Linked DNA regions of Rattus norvegicus: region 2 is linked to region 1. A link is a contact called in public Hi-C data. All regions are on one chromosome and are shown on one strand. The core of a region is the stretch at or near the end of the contact, and the rest is flanking DNA. Distances in the headings are between cores, read along the strand shown.

Region 1 (4,753 bases), core at 217-2,716:
TGTATTTTTCTACTAGGGATGTCAAATGAGGTTCAAAAGCGAATGGTAACTGTAACGCGGTGACGCGCACTAAAAATAGCCCTATAAATCTGCTCGTTTTGTTTAGATAGTCTCCAGAGTTGTAAAAAGTAGGCCCGCTCAGCTTTATTATTGTTTTGGAAAAACTAATTCTGTAGAGAATAGACCACTGACGATGCCGGATTACTTTTCAGAAGATTTATTAAGACTATCCGTAGCCTTAATTTTTTTTTAAAGGAAACTTTATCCTCTATTTTCCCTAAATCCAATAGAATCTTCAATGGAAAAAAAAACTTTTATTCATTAGAATTGAGTTTTTCAGAGTAATTTTATCTAAAATGGAAATTAAATTAATTAGAATTCCAAATGGAATTCTCACCCACCCCCACCCTCTGCAATCAGTCAAAAATATGTTGCTTCCAACATTCCCAGTAACAGTCACAGTATTTACACCTAGCTTACCATGAGGTTTTAAAAATAACTCCAGGAGAACATTTTTTTAGGACATTTACAATCTGAATTAGACAACAAAAAATAAACAAAAGTCAGGCATTTCTCTGTGGAAAAAAAATAGCTACTGTAAATTACGATGTTTGACGAAGGATGTATTTTTAGAAAACCATGTAATTTGAATTTGAGAGATGGGTCAGGCTGAAGAGGAGATACATGAACCCTACAAAGGCTTAGGAAGGGGACTTGTCCTTTCTCTTGAGAAGAAGTACAGGAGGCATAAACCCTTCCTTCCCCCTGCTTCACGATAGGCACAGGATTCCGGGGATTGGTCGGGTGACTTTGCACTTAGGCCAAGATTGATTGCATCCAGAGCTTTGTTTTGTAATGCCTTATCCCAATGGAGGCATGTATAAACAGGCAAAATGACTAAATTGGGCAGCAATCTGACCTTCCAGAAGAGAGGCAGTTTAAAAAAAACTGCATCAACTTTTCTTTGAAGACACAAGCTTCACTCACGTCACTGAAGGGAGCCTTACAGCTTAGCTCGTTTGCTTGCCCACGGCCAGACTGTACACTTGAATTACCGAGAAATAGGAGTACCTAGGCTTTGAGCCTTCTCCTCCCTGCCCCCACTCCCAACCCTCTTCCCCTCGAGTTCAGAAAGAAAATAGTGTTACTAGTCAAGTGATCGTTGTCAAAACCACGCAAGTGCCAAACAAGACAGAGCCAAACGATCATTAGTTCAGCATTCAGCTCAGATTTCTCTAATGTTCAATTAATGGGCTAGATTTCATCCAAGTTGGGTTTTTTTTTTCTTTTCTTGTAAAGTCTTGGGAATGCTGTAAGCCATCTCTTAAAGGGGTTGTGGAAGCTAGGCTTACAGTCTTTAATCGGTTAATATTAAAATTTTTTAAAGCTGAGCTATGGTTTCTGACGACCTTAGCTATCCCATTTTCATGACGTACAGTTTGAAATGACGAGTTCAATCAGCTGAAAGAATTTGCTGAGCAATGCACCAGCACCACATTAGAGCTGAACATGTGTGGCTTAACGGCCTAAGGGGTAAACAGCCAATCCAGCTCTCGTTTTTTTTGCAAGTTTCTGATTTTATGTAGAGAGGTAACAGAAAACTCTGACCCTATCTCTAAGCCATCCTGGAAACTATGAAGGAGAGTCTGCCTCTCACATAAGTAAGTCACATATAGCGTTTCAAACATTGAGAATGCTGTTGTATTTTTTTACAACTATTTCTTGACAAATGCCACCATAAAAAAAAAAACAAAAAACAAAAAACAAAAACAAAAAGCAACTAGAAACATGAGAGTAACCAAGCAGAACTTTCGAAAGAGAGAGGAAAGTGATACCATAATTTTTGTTTGTAAACCCATTGACATAAAGAGTCTAACCTGTCACAAATTATGCCTCACCGCCGTCTGTTACTTAGGAACAGTCAAAGCCAACAGCATTTTGCTTTCATCAATTTTGTGTTAGAATTTTGAGAATCTGAATTGGGGAGAACATGGGCCAGGGAACAGGATAATGTACCTACATGGCTTCTCCTCCCTGGGCATGTACACTTGAGCTCAAAGATCAAATGCTGTTTGTGCTGAAGAATGTAGTTGCTGCTTCTAAAAGGTAATTCTTGGGTTGTTTAGAAATATTTTAAATGCCTGCTAATGAGAGTCAGAAAAAAAAAAAAAAAAAAAGCACAGAAGACAGAATTGGTTCCAGGGACAATCACACCATCGTCAAAAAGATTAACATGCCACTAGGGGACAGCAGAAAGTCACAGAATAAAGCACTGGTAGGGACCAGAACAAAAGGCTTTTCTTTGTCGAAAGAGAGAGGGGGATAAAGGAGAGACGGAGAGACAGAAAGAAGAGTGGGGGGGGAGAGAGAGAGAGAGAGAGAGAGAGAGAGATTGATTTCCAAATCTGAATCATTTTACAAGTGAATTCAAAGTACATATTTTAAAAGCCGTAAAAAAAAAAATATGGCCAGCAACCTATTTTTAGATTAAGTTCTGTGTACCAGAATGCTATCTATATATATATGTATGTATGTATGTATATATATATATATATATATATATATATATTTGACAAACTCAAGCATGATTCTATTTTCTGCTATTTAGAGCGAAGAAAAGTTTTTGTCAGAAAAAAAGCAAAAACAAAACAAAGCCATGCACTATAAAACCCATTAGATAGAACACACTAATGACAAAACCCTGCATTTGCTCAGAAAGCCCAGTGTAAAGAGGGCCATCCCCGTATTCAACAGGCACAGAAACACAGGTAACTAGAAAATTGATCACAGCTAGCCCGGAAACTGGGAGTGGAGTGCCGGCAGAGGAAACTGGAACACTTACACATAATTCTGAGCACTGTAGGAGTTGAAATGGCTGAAATAAGTTAACATTGGTGGTAATCTTAAGAGCTTATGTGCATCCTTGAGCTATTTACTGTGTGAAACGCCCATCGATGAGTCCGTGTTTCTACAACTGCCATCATTCCGAGCGCCATAGGTTTCCAACAACAGATGGGGAACAACGTTATCACTCAGCAAGACTTAGACTTTAAGGTTCTTAAGTCCATGGGTCTCCTTCCTTAGTTTGAGCTTCACAAAGCCAGCATCACTGGCCACTCAGTTCGTATCTCCCCTGCTAACAATGTCAATGATGTTTGTAATTTTTTTTTAGTAATTCCTACTATTCAGCTATTGTTTCTTTGATGTGGACATTTCTAGTCCTTGATTTGTGTCGTATGTATCTACTGTTTACTCGCCTCATAATTACCATTTCCCTTTATGTTATAAAATCAAAAGGTTGGGAAAGCTTTGAAAAGTCATCCCATCCCTTTTCTGGTTTGTTTGTATTGTTTGTAAAGGCAGAAATTAAATATGGCCAATCTGCTTCTTGGCCCTGATTCTCATATTTAACTACACCGGTTCCACAAAATAGTGTCAACCATCAGTGAGTACTGTTCCTCACACACTTGGACTATTAGAATTACTTTCCCATGACCAAAAACAAAACTTTGGTTAAAATAGTCTGCGTATTATAAATACCTCCAATACTTTTCTCTTTTTCTTTTATTTATGTATGCAACTCCCCTCCCCCTTTCTATACTGTATTTCATTTTCTTCCGGCCAAATATCCTAAGTGATACATTTCATTCAACCCATATGGTCTCTGGCCCCAGATCACAATTTATCCACTCTTTTCCTCTCCAGGGTCTTGCATGGGGAATTGTCCTTTCCTTTTTATTTTTCAACTTCAACTTTCTGACTTAAAATATAATTAATAACCATAAGTCAGTACAGTCTAAATCCAGAAAACCTGAGTCTTTTTCCCTTGCACATCTCCTGGGGTCGGGAAGGCTCCGTAACATCTTGCTTGAATCCCCATTGACTGCACTTAAGACTCCAGGGCTTGTACTGTCCTCGGAGGAAACGGAGACCAGCTGTTCACCTCTACCTGCAAAGGGCTGTGTTCTGTCATGGATTCGAGGGCTGCTGTTAAGCCCTCCCGCTCTGCCTTTCCAGACTAAACAAGGCCGCTGCTTCACCCCTGTTTCACTGGGGCTATTTCTCAATTCCTCAGCCTTCTTGCTGCTGTCTCTGGACCTATTCTAAACTCTGCACATTTGGCAGAAGTCTTGGGAAGAAATAGGACATGATAGGATAATAAGCAATTGATTAATATTGCATTTAATATGGACGGCCAGTCATCTATACTCATGAATTCTTCGTGACTGTCAGTATTTGTGTGTGTGCAACAGGGCTATGTTTTAACCCATAAACACCTCTTTTTCCTTACCTAAAATTAAACAAATCCTTTCCGATTAATAATTAATGTTTTTCATTTCTAGTAGTTAACCATTTTTACTTTTCCCCCAAGAACATTTACTTTTTCTCTTTCCTTCTATATTTCTTTTTCTCCATTTTTTTTCTCAAATTTAATTCCCAATAACCAACAAAAAGACAAAAATCGATAAGTTTTTAGAATGCAAAATGAATTGAAATGTATATTTAAATAACTTTGGCATGGTGTTTAGTGTGGCTTAAAGAAATGGAAAGTCTGAAAAATATTAGTGCTACGTTAAGAACAAAGTAAATTTTTCTTTCAAACAAAAAACACTCAATTGACCTGGAGTGAGAAAAAAGAGAGAGGAGGGCATCAATAAGTGATGTTAACTTCTGGAAAACTAAGAAGCCTTTGGCCTTCACCCTGCACTGAATCTCAGGAAAACTCTGTGAGTTACACTTTTCTTCACAACTG
Region 2 (4,604 bases), core at 1,267-3,766, 360 kb after region 1:
CCTGAGGCTTTGAGGTTCAAGTTGGGCACACCTGTCCGGTGTGACTCGGGAGATACAGGTAGCGTAGGGATGCGGTGGGATCTGCTGAGGTGGGGCTGCGCAGAGCCAGGAACTTAAGCAGTTGAGTGTCTGAGGCTGGATATAGACACAAGTGCACGTGTGTCCCACGCGCGCGCGCGCACCAACACTGCAGCGCCTGCTCCCTCCATCGAATGACACAGAACAGCTGCGACACTAGAGTAGCCAGTGAGCCTTTTGTCCACCCAAGCGCAGGCAGACCGCCAGGCAGTCAGACAGGCGGTGGCGTGTGCCTCCGACCCTTAGGTCTTGTCCCCTTGGCAGGCTGCTGGGCCTTCGGGACCTACTTGGGTTTCCACTTTGGTTTGGCGACACACCCTTATGAGTGCCACTTGGAGTCTGGGTGCCACTTCTCTCTAGCTTGGGGTGGAGGGAACAGGTAGGAAGAGTAAGCTGCGAGGAGACCCCATTCCCTCCCCTCTCCCCAGACACCCCTGATTTTCCAAAACTCTGGTCGAGAGAGGGCTCCAGTGCCAGCTCTCCCTGCAGGGAGAGCCGGTCACTCAGTGAGAAAGGTTGAGCTGCGGCATCTGGAACTGTGCAGTTGAAAGAATAATTTTTTAAAGCACGGCTTATTTTATCTTTTTTGTTGGTGTTGCTACCTGCCTCTCTTTGTTCAGTATTTAGCTTTTTAAAATGTTAATTATTCAGGAACCCCTCAGAATTGTTTACCCAATTCAAGTTTCTAAGGAAAACATAAGGGCTTTTGCGTATGGGGAGACATTCTTTCTTGGGACTCCAAGGGCAAAGAACGGCTACATCTTTGTCAGAAAGCCCAGTGATTGGGGTTCTTAACCACCTTTTTCTGTAGGGTGTGGGTCTCTGGTTATTAGGGCATCAGCATTCAGATGCAGGCTTGGGGGGCCGTGGGGGGATGGGGTGGAGGGTAGTTACTTGAAAGTGCACAATATTGGTATCTAATTCTCTTTTCCATGAACTCAATTTGATACAAAAAGCTTGTAAAATTCAAGTGACAGGAGTGGACTGATAGATGTGGACAAGGTAACATCTTTAACACCTGCCCAACTTTCATTCGCAAAACCGCTGGACATTAAAAAAAAAAAATGGGGGAAACCTAATGACTGACATTAGTGTTTTGTTTTATCCGGTAGAGGCATCATTTGATCCTGTTTCTTTTGTAGCCAGACTGAGCAAACCAGAAGTGAAAACAGTCTCTTAACAGCAACAAATCCAGGGTGTTTAACTCAGGTTCCTTGGATTTTATCATTATTATTATTTTCGTTCTCTCCTTGCCTTTAAAGCAAAACAAAACAATTTTTAAAAAGAGCGCCATTCCTCCTGGAGAGTTAATTTTGTTGCCACAATGTAGGCGTAGGACTGTTCACAGCCATCTGAGAAGAGAAGTCTTAGTGATCTCGTTCTTTCAATCATAATCGTCAAGTGGTTTAAGATTAATGGCAGGGTATTTTCTGTCTCTTCTGGAGGACCTTTGTGTCAGTTTACTTAGAACATTGACTAGACTGTCAGTGTCTCCCAATTTTGTTAAGCTGTATGTAACCAAACACACTAGGATTTCTCCATTTCCTCCACCAGTGAGCATGAGAGTATTACTGCGGATGTGCTTGTGTTCTGAATTCGGCTGCACTGAAGCCACTTCCTTGTGTTTGTTTTCATGTGTTTATGTAGTCACCGTACAACTATGTATTCCATATGCACGCGTATACCTATATACACATTTATTTAAGGTGGTCTATGTGTTGTGCAGTAACCCCTCTTACACGTTACTGAGCTTAAAGGGGATCTTTCAAAAAGTGAACCGCAGTGCCAGACTTCCCCCAGTAGACTATACTTTTAAAGCAATGCAATCAACTTCAAAACAGAGTCCCTCTCATCATAACAGCTTGCTTGATGGTGCATATTTAAATTTATCTCCGTTATTACAAAAGCCCCTAACAATATTTCAAGCTCAGCTGCATTGAGGCACCCCTATTCTCTGCCCAAAGATCTGGGTTGGTTCCCACCACTGCCTTTCTAGAAGCTCCCCTTTCTGTGGGGCCCCAGGGTGCCTGATCCAGACCTCCAACGTCTAGGAACTGGGGTGGGGGCTGAGCAGAGGAGCCAGGGTAGAGAATGGATCGCACAATCCACAAACTAGAAGCACTGGGAAGGAAAGAATGGAGACGCACCTTTGCAAATTCCGTTCTCCCTGTCGCCTTTTCTTTCCTTCCCCAGAGCCTCGTTCCTTAGAATTGCTCTCAACACCCCCACACACACACTCCCGCAATCTGATTCTTTAAAATCAAAACCAAAAAGTCCCCGAGAAGCTAAAGTCGTTCCGCGTGGTAGATTGTCACGTTTGGTGTGTGCGGGGTCTAACTGCAGTGGGGAGACCCTTCTGAGAGAGTAATCTGGGCGCTCCAAGTACGCTGCTGTGCGGCGAACCCCAAGCCTCTGAAACCGCGCGGCGCACTTTGCGTCTCAGAGAGATGAAAAGTGCCTGCACTCTGGCGGCGGCGGGATATTGGGGTGCTCTCCAGCAGCTCTGTCCTTGTCCAGCAAAAAGCGAGAAAGCAGAGCCAGAGAAGAAAACATGCGCATGGGAAAGACCTGTTTGTGAATAGATACTCTGACAATTAAGACGGACGGACGGACAGACAGACAGAGACACAGAGAAAGAGAAAGAGAGAATTTTGAACGCTCTGGGATCCCACTGATGTGTGCAAAAGGGGCTACCTCAAATTGAAACTGCTTAAATTCCAAAAGTGATTCCTGTAGACTTTTATAAACCTGTGAAATTTCCCCCAGGAGTTTGATTTTACAAGTATTAGAAATATTATTTGGCATTCCTTGTTGCCCCTCCCCAGATATCTATTTTTTAGTAATAATAAAACCTTCTGTATTGCACATTAAAATGTATCTTTGGAAGTGAAACCTACAAGGAGATAAAAAGCAAACTCGAGCAAACCCCCGCAGAATAAAAAAATTAGAAAACGTATCCTTTTCCTTAGGCATTTGGTCGGTTATTCCCCGAGGCCAAGTGAAAGGTGTGAGTACTTTCCTATTTTATTATTATTTTTATCATTTATCCACTTAAATGTTCAGCATTGACAAACTAGTCCTTCGCTGCAGCCAGACGAGGGCGGGAGTAGTGGGAAGGGTAGGTGGAGGGTGGGGGGCGCAGAAAAACACCGTTGGCTTCGCGGGGGGCTGTCCCGCCGCGGTCTACCCTGCTAGCCAGCAGGGGGCGCTCTGATGTTATCTGTGGACCAGCCCGCCGAGCGGCTCAGAGCTGGTGACACAGGCTTGGCGGTTTCACGCAGCTGCAAAAGGAAAGGGAGGACGATCAGAGCTCCTAAACCCTCAACAGCGATTCCACTTGGCTTATTTACCTTGGGCTCGAAATGCATCTACGTTTCACTTCAACTAGTTTAGTGCTCCCGCTCCGACCTCTTTTCATCTGTGTCTTTACAGCACAAGTATAATCACCCGTCTTGAAATATACATTAATGCAACTTATTAGATGCGACGATGAATAGTCAACATTTTTTTCGCCTGTTAGTTCCGCTGATCCAAGCAGGATTTATTTGCAGGTCTCACATCCCGGAGTCATAATGCGCCCCCAAGTGTCCACCCCCCCCCCCCCCGCTAAATAAAATTGGTCAAATGTTGACAACCTGTAAGGCAACCTACCACTCAAGATTAGTGATGGGAAACTAATGAGAAAATATCAGATCGCCCGGCCCGAGGGCTGCCAATTAAATCTTCGCTGATTGAAAAATAAAAGCGGACTTGGGGTGTGAGCCCAGCTCAACTTGAACTATTAATTTAACATGTTGCCGGTCCGTGCCTTCCCTCACTCCATCAGCGCCTCCCCCTCTCTCATCCTTCAACCTAAAAGCCAAATGTTATTTCTCGAAATATTTCAAGAGGTCCAAATCAGAATGATCATTTCTTACACGGTAAATATTAGCCCTTTAAGCAATATGATTTAACTAATTAGAAAATTTACATCATTAAGTCTCAGGGAGAGAAAGAAGAGAAACAGATCTGCCAATCATTTTAAAGGAGACAGGCACTATTGAAGTGTGAAGAAATCGGCTCTAATTCAAAAAGGCAATCGGGCAGAAAAAGCCCTCAACATTACCCTGCTAGTTATTAATCAGAAAGGGCCCTCTCTTCTCCCTGCACCCCTCCCCTCTGTGCACTGAGTTTAAGTTCGGTTTTTTTGCCAGTGGCCCATGCCATATTTATATTGAGGTTTTGTTTGCTAAAGGATTAAAATTTGAAAATGTTTCAGTATGAAGTAAACAGAATCGTCTAAAGGGAAAAACAAAAATCTTCACAGACTGGTAAACTTGTGGTAATGCAGCATTCTCTCACTCCTTATTTCTATTCTTTCTTCCCCGTGAAGTTCCTATTTTGAAACCTGCTCGGTGAGAACTAGATAGTCTTTGTGCTCTGTTCCCCTCCCCCCTCCTGTACCTCCTCCTTCCTCCAAAGCAAAAACCTAGACCGAAAGCAGAAAAGTACAAATACATTAACAAAGCCGGACTCCCTCGATAAAA

Evidence for each region. Hi-C and Micro-C count contacts between places; a contact is called where the count stands out from the background.
Region 2: a contact with region 1 is called in a Hi-C map of liver, with 6 times the contacts expected there. The contact joins two enhancer-like sites. A contact is called at or near these places in 7 of 12 Hi-C or Micro-C datasets (the A7r5 cell line, Schwann cells, frontal cortex and 3 more).

The regions. Positions count from the first base shown.
Region 1 is chr3:122,829,330-122,834,082 of GRCr8, forward strand. No RefSeq gene overlaps it. Among named protein-coding and RNA genes, the nearest start is that of Cdin1, 64 kb to the right of the region's middle. Within about 2 kb of position 1,467, at least 1 of the 93 cell types and tissues checked has an H3K27ac peak or open chromatin away from gene starts, as enhancers often do. A contact at or near this core is called in liver, where this site is marked.
Region 2 is chr3:123,186,730-123,191,333 of GRCr8, forward strand. No RefSeq gene overlaps it. Among named protein-coding and RNA genes, the nearest start is that of Meis2, 210 kb to the right of the region's middle. Within about 2 kb of position 2,517, at least 15 of the 93 cell types and tissues checked have an H3K27ac peak or open chromatin away from gene starts, as enhancers often do. A contact at or near this core is called in liver, where this site is marked.